Regions from separate parts of the Gossypium hirsutum genome. Here region 1 is linked to region 2. Evidence: chromatin contacts called from public Hi-C data. All regions are on one chromosome and are shown on one strand. Each heading gives the region's core, a stretch centred on a gene start, on an enhancer-like site or on the middle of the called end of the contact. The rest is flanking DNA. Distances are from core to core; before and after follow the strand shown.

What was found. A called contact is a pair of places that touch in the nucleus more often than the background predicts.
Region 1: a contact with region 2 is called in a Hi-C map of leaf, with 2.0 times the contacts expected there. The contact joins the enhancer-like site here to the promoter of LOC107895133 in region 2. A contact is called at or near these places in 4 of 34 Hi-C or Micro-C datasets (leaf and seedling).

The regions. Positions count from the first base shown.
Region 1 is chrA13:89,289,134-89,291,833 of Gossypium_hirsutum_v2.1, forward strand. It overlaps the pseudogene LOC107894358. Among protein-coding and RNA genes, the nearest start is that of LOC121212449, 5.6 kb to the right of the region's middle. Within about 2 kb of position 1,403, at least 7 of the 9 cell types and tissues checked have an H3K27ac peak or open chromatin away from gene starts, as enhancers often do. A contact at or near this core is called in leaf, where this site is marked.
Region 2 is chrA13:89,152,812-89,155,511 of Gossypium_hirsutum_v2.1, forward strand. LOC107895133 (calcium-dependent protein kinase 8) reads right to left here and starts at 1,392. Exons shown (of 7, transcript XR_005907657.1): 1 at 945-1,392; 2 at 233-352.

The DNA.
Region 1 (2,700 bases), core at 153-2,652, 140 kb after region 2:
AAAATTCAGAAGTTAAAGAGAAAAGTTTTTCTTTCTATCTTGAGCAATTTGTCAATTTCATATCTCCAATTATGTTTTGAATTTGATAGTTTTGAATTCAATAGTCAAAACCATTAAAAATATATATTCACATTTGAATGTGAGTGAAGCAAGGCTTTGTTTGAGCAAGGATCACATCCAGCAATGCATGTTACCATTATTGAATGAAGACGAGAAAGAATACCGACAGTCACATACGATTCCGAAGGGAAAAAGTACGACATGAATTTCAAGCTTTGGTCTTTGAAGATGTACATGCTTACTTGGGGATGGAACATGAACTGGTAAATGATATTGATATTGTCACCTATTGGATGTTTCGCCATAGGCAGACAATGAAACTTAGCTTTGTAATTAGTTGGAGAAGGGCGACACATGCACAAGATTCAATTGCAACTTTTATATTGTGGTTTCATTCACCACAATAGCATCTATTACATCCATAATTATTGAAAAACCATAAAAGAGAAGGCAAGTAGATTACTAGCAAAAGTGTTGTAAAATTCTAGATTTGTGTTTGTAACTTCAAGCTTTTAGGGTTGGGTGTAATCGAATAAGCAACAAAAAACCCTTATGTTCGTGAATATGCATTTTTAATCAAATGATTTTTTGATATATTGATGCTTTTTTTGGGATTAGGGTAATGAAAGAATGATACTCAAATGATTGCTCTTCTTTTTCTTATTAAAATTTTATTCATTATATTGAGGTATGAAGGCAGTTTGGTATTAGTATTGCTGGTTAAAAGTGTTTATCAATAATTTAGTCAGTAGTTAAGTAGTTGAAGTTAATTAAATAAAAAATATGTTATATTCTATTATTTTTTCAATTAATTAACTAACTTCAACTACTTAATTATTAACTAAACTAATCATCTTGAACTTTGAAACACATCCTTCATAACTTAATACATTATACCAACAAATACTAATTACTAATTGAGTATTTTTTTATGGATAATATAAAAATATGTTATAAAAATAAAACATAATACACTTTATTATTTTTAAGTAGTTATTAAAACATTTTTATTATTTTTAGTGGAAAAAGGTTTAAGTATTTTATAAAGGGTTAATATATCATTTGGTATCTCTACTTGATTCCAATATTTAATTTGATACTTGAATTTTTGTCCTAATTTGGTATTTGAGTTTGATTTTAATATTTAATTTGGTACCCTAACTAAATAGTATCATGTGTCACAATGAATATATGAAACGTGTGTAATAAAAATATATAAATACTTAATTATTGAGACAAAAAAATCACGTAACAAATTAAACTTTGAAGCCATTACAGCTGAATTCAGTAGGCCCATCCCTATTCCATTGTTTGGTTGGATGTAATAGCCCATTACAACAGTATTCCATATAGCCTTATCCAAGGTAAAACTGCGGTTTACAATTTAGCACTCCCCCCCCCCCAACGGAATACCAATTCAACATGAAAATTTTTCAAATTTACCCTTCTCATTTCTTTTTAACATCTGAGCATTTTCTTCTTTTTTTTCACATCTGATTCCCATTTCCTTCCAACCTTTTCCCTCTTTTTCACGTATGAAGCATCCTCACCAACCCTATCCAAGCCTGAACCTAGATTCAATCTCAAATTTAAAGCCACCAAAATCTTACCTACCAGTGAATTCCATTGATTCTCGCTCCTCTTAAGCTCCACAAATTCATCCTCAAGCTCCGGTTGAAATCAGGGTCAACGGTTTCAATTTTCTCTCAACAAAAACAAAGCTTGAAATCCAGATTTCTCAATTTTCTCGAGAAAATTCGACTTCGGCGTGAGAGGAAAGGGCTAACGATCCAACACCCAGATGTTAAATCGGTGTTGAATCGAGTGAAGCAGTTTGCTGACAAGGTATTAAGTTTTTGCTTTTTCTTAATGAAAACTACTCTTAATGGCTTCGCAACTGATTAAAGTCTCATCCTATGAAGCTCACAATCAGCTATAACTCTCTCTAAGGCAAGCTTTTGACCTTCTTCAATCGAAATTAAGACCCCCCTTTTCATTAACTATCCCAGATCCCCAAGAATACACTCTACTTAATCAAGCTATTCTCTATGGTGTTTTAATCGAACCCTATTTCGCCAAAATTCATATTAAGCACTTACATGCTATTGTCATTGATGGGTATAAGCTGTTTTTAAGTTTACTTGTTGGAATTTTTTAATGAATTGTATGGAAAGCTTATTGATTCAGTAAAGGAACAATTAATTTGGGTTACTAAAGAAATTATTGATGTTTTTGCTACAGGAATTGATAGTTTGTTAGTGTGTTTAATGAGGCAAATTATTGGTGGTGATTTTAGTGATGGGAATCTTTGGTTATCTTTCGAGTTAGTAAGTCTTTGTTTAAGTAAATGAGATTGTTTGTTACAAGAAAAGCCTGTAGTTTTGACCAGTGCACTATATACATTTCTTCGTTTATTAGCTGATCATTGCAGGGTATCGAATAATCTAAAACTAGAGATGTTGAGGCAGATGGAGATAGAGTTTTGTATCAAAATGTTGAGGGATCAGTTTCAACTTTGTTTGAAGATAGGAAGGGATCTTGTTCGGTTATTACAAGATTTGTTTCATGTACCATTTTAGCCCTCAAATCATTGAGATTTCTCTTTGCCTCCAGAATTTCTTTCTGTAGCCCATCTTTATC
Region 2 (2,700 bases), core at 142-2,641:
AGACATGGACAGGCCTTGTTTAGCTTAAATTCGAGATGGTGTTTCTGAGTGCACAGTATACCATTAGAAAATTTATAGAAGAGAATAATCGAAATGTTTTATTTGAATGCGAAACAAAAATTGCATAATGATATTGAAACACTTTTAGAAATATATAGAAAGATGAGATCATATAAACACATGACTATAATTATTTCTTCATTACAAGAAAAAGATGAAATCAAGTCCTTACTTGCTCAATGTCTCGCTTTATCATTGTGTCAACAATATCCTCAGCTTTAGAAACATACCTTGCAATCACTCGCTTGTTCATTGTGTCAACTGTATGTAAAGCTTCAGAAATCACTGCCTCCTTGCAATGTGCACCAATCAATATATTACTTATAGCAAGAATTAAGCAAGGAAGGGATGATTTCTGATGTTGTAGATAACAACATTTGATCAATTACACATGCCATGAATTAAGCATAATTGGTAATAACAATATTGATCTAATGCCTTTCACCTTCAATTCCAAATAAGAGATCAAGAGCATCCTTTAACAACAAAGATAGCCAATGACAGTGCTAATACCACAATGTTGAGTTCCAAACCTCTTACTTCCATCATACTTAAAAACCTAACAGCTTTATTAGCATTGTATTGTAAGCAATTAAAAGAGATTTGATTACAAAATCCATTAATCAAAGTGGAAAATTTTACAGCATCATGTTGAAGACCTAACTTCAGCATTTCCCCTAAACAGAAAACCCAAAATCAATTTGGCCTAATTGACAAGAAAGCATTTAATCAAAATGCTAAAAGCACTATCGAAGCATCATCAACACTATCGAAGCGTGAAATTCTTACTTAACATCGGTGTGGGTAGCAATGGTGTTAAAGGAAGAGTGGAAAATAGAAAGACTCCTTCCACCATTAACAAGTGAAAGAAGAATAAAGCTTACCCATACGGCGACTTGCATTCTCATCAATCGATTCCAGTGATAGGTTGGAATCGCTTAGGAGTGGTAAATGAAGTGTGGGTCTTTGGCCTTCAAGTTGATTTGCTTCCTTTCAGGTTGATTTGAGCGTGGGATTGTTGATGGCTAAGGAAAAAAAAGTGAAACCGTTGAGAAATTTCAGTGTGAGGGTGTTTTCGAAAGGGAAAAGAAGGTCATTCGGTGGAAAGGTTGGAATAGCCAATTCGACACCTCTTCCCTTGAATTGCTATTCAACGATTTTCGGAATGCTGTAATCGCCATTCGGCGTTTTAAGCTTTCCAACGAACCAAAGCTCTGCTTTACTGTAGAAATTGGAACCGTCCTGTAATGGCTTCAAAGCCTGCAAAGGTGACATTGAACTAAACGAAGCGTTAAAGTCTGCAAAGGTGACAATGGTCACTAGTAATAATAGGGGTAGCTAAATCCTACCCCTTAATAATTTCAAGCAAAGTGGGCCAATCCCACATTAATAATTTTGGTTTGGTCATTTCGAAAGCAGGAAATAGGGAGCTAAATCCTAAATCAGTTTGGGTTGAAAAGATAAAGGATCCACAAACAATTAATGAGCTAGGAGAAGATACAAGGCCTGACGCATTGGGAAAGCGTGTGGACCCTTCGCTAGATTTGAGCTCCGCGGGTGTTGGGGCGGTTGCTGGGCCAGAGACCCATAATATTGCTACCCAGGTTATTTCTAAAAATTACATGGTGGGGGTTGGGGGTCACTTGCAAGCTTGAAATATTGAAGGTGTGAAGGTGCAATTTAATCTAGCTTTCGAAGGGCCTGAAGGAGCTGGAGTACTAATGAATGAGGGAGTTCTTGATCTTGGAAAACACTCTGCAGTTATTTTCAAGGATAAAAATTCTCCTTTTTCGCATAGGTTTCCTATTAAACAAAAATTTGAATCCATGGGTGCAAGTTCTTCAAACGCTAAAGACAAGAAAATTGGTGGTAAAATTAATATTGGTCGTGGTGGTAGAAAACCGAATAATGCATTAAGGGGACAGGGGAATCGGTTTAAATCATCGAGAAATTCTTGAGTTCCCCTAGCCGAGTTTATGAAAGCGGTGGCAAAACTCTTATATGCTCTGGTAGCTAAAGAAGCAGAGATTGAAACACAGTGTAGCAGGCCCAATTTTGAATGGGGATGAGGCCTCTCGACAGTGATGGTATGGTTCTAATTTTTTTTTTATTTTTCATGAATTTTACAATATTTTCTTGGAATTTCCAGGGGTGCGCTAGCGTCAGATTTTCTCGATTTTTTAGAGAATATAACATGAATTATAAGCCTGATATTATTAGCCTGCTTGAGCCGAGAGTAAGTGGAGCCAAAGCGAACAGCATTATAGCGGGGCTGGGGTTTCAGTATTCTCACAGAGTGGAGGCAATTGGATATTCTGGGGGTATTTGGCTTGGTTGGAAAGATTCCATTCAGGTTGAAGTGGCCTGTAGTCACCCCTAGTTCATTCTTACTCGCACTTGGTCTGGCTCTTCTTCACTTCCAGTTTTTATTTCTTTTGTGTACCAAAGTTGTAATCGACAGAAACAAAGACCTTTGGAGGAATTTAGTTTATCGATTTCACTTGGGCAAGTTCTTTGGATGGCTATCGACGATTTCAATGCATTCTTATCCCTTAATGAAAAGAGTGGTGGGCTTTCTAATGGTAAGAGAACTCCCCTTTTTGGTGATTTTGTTGACATGGCCGAGTTGCATGATTTAGG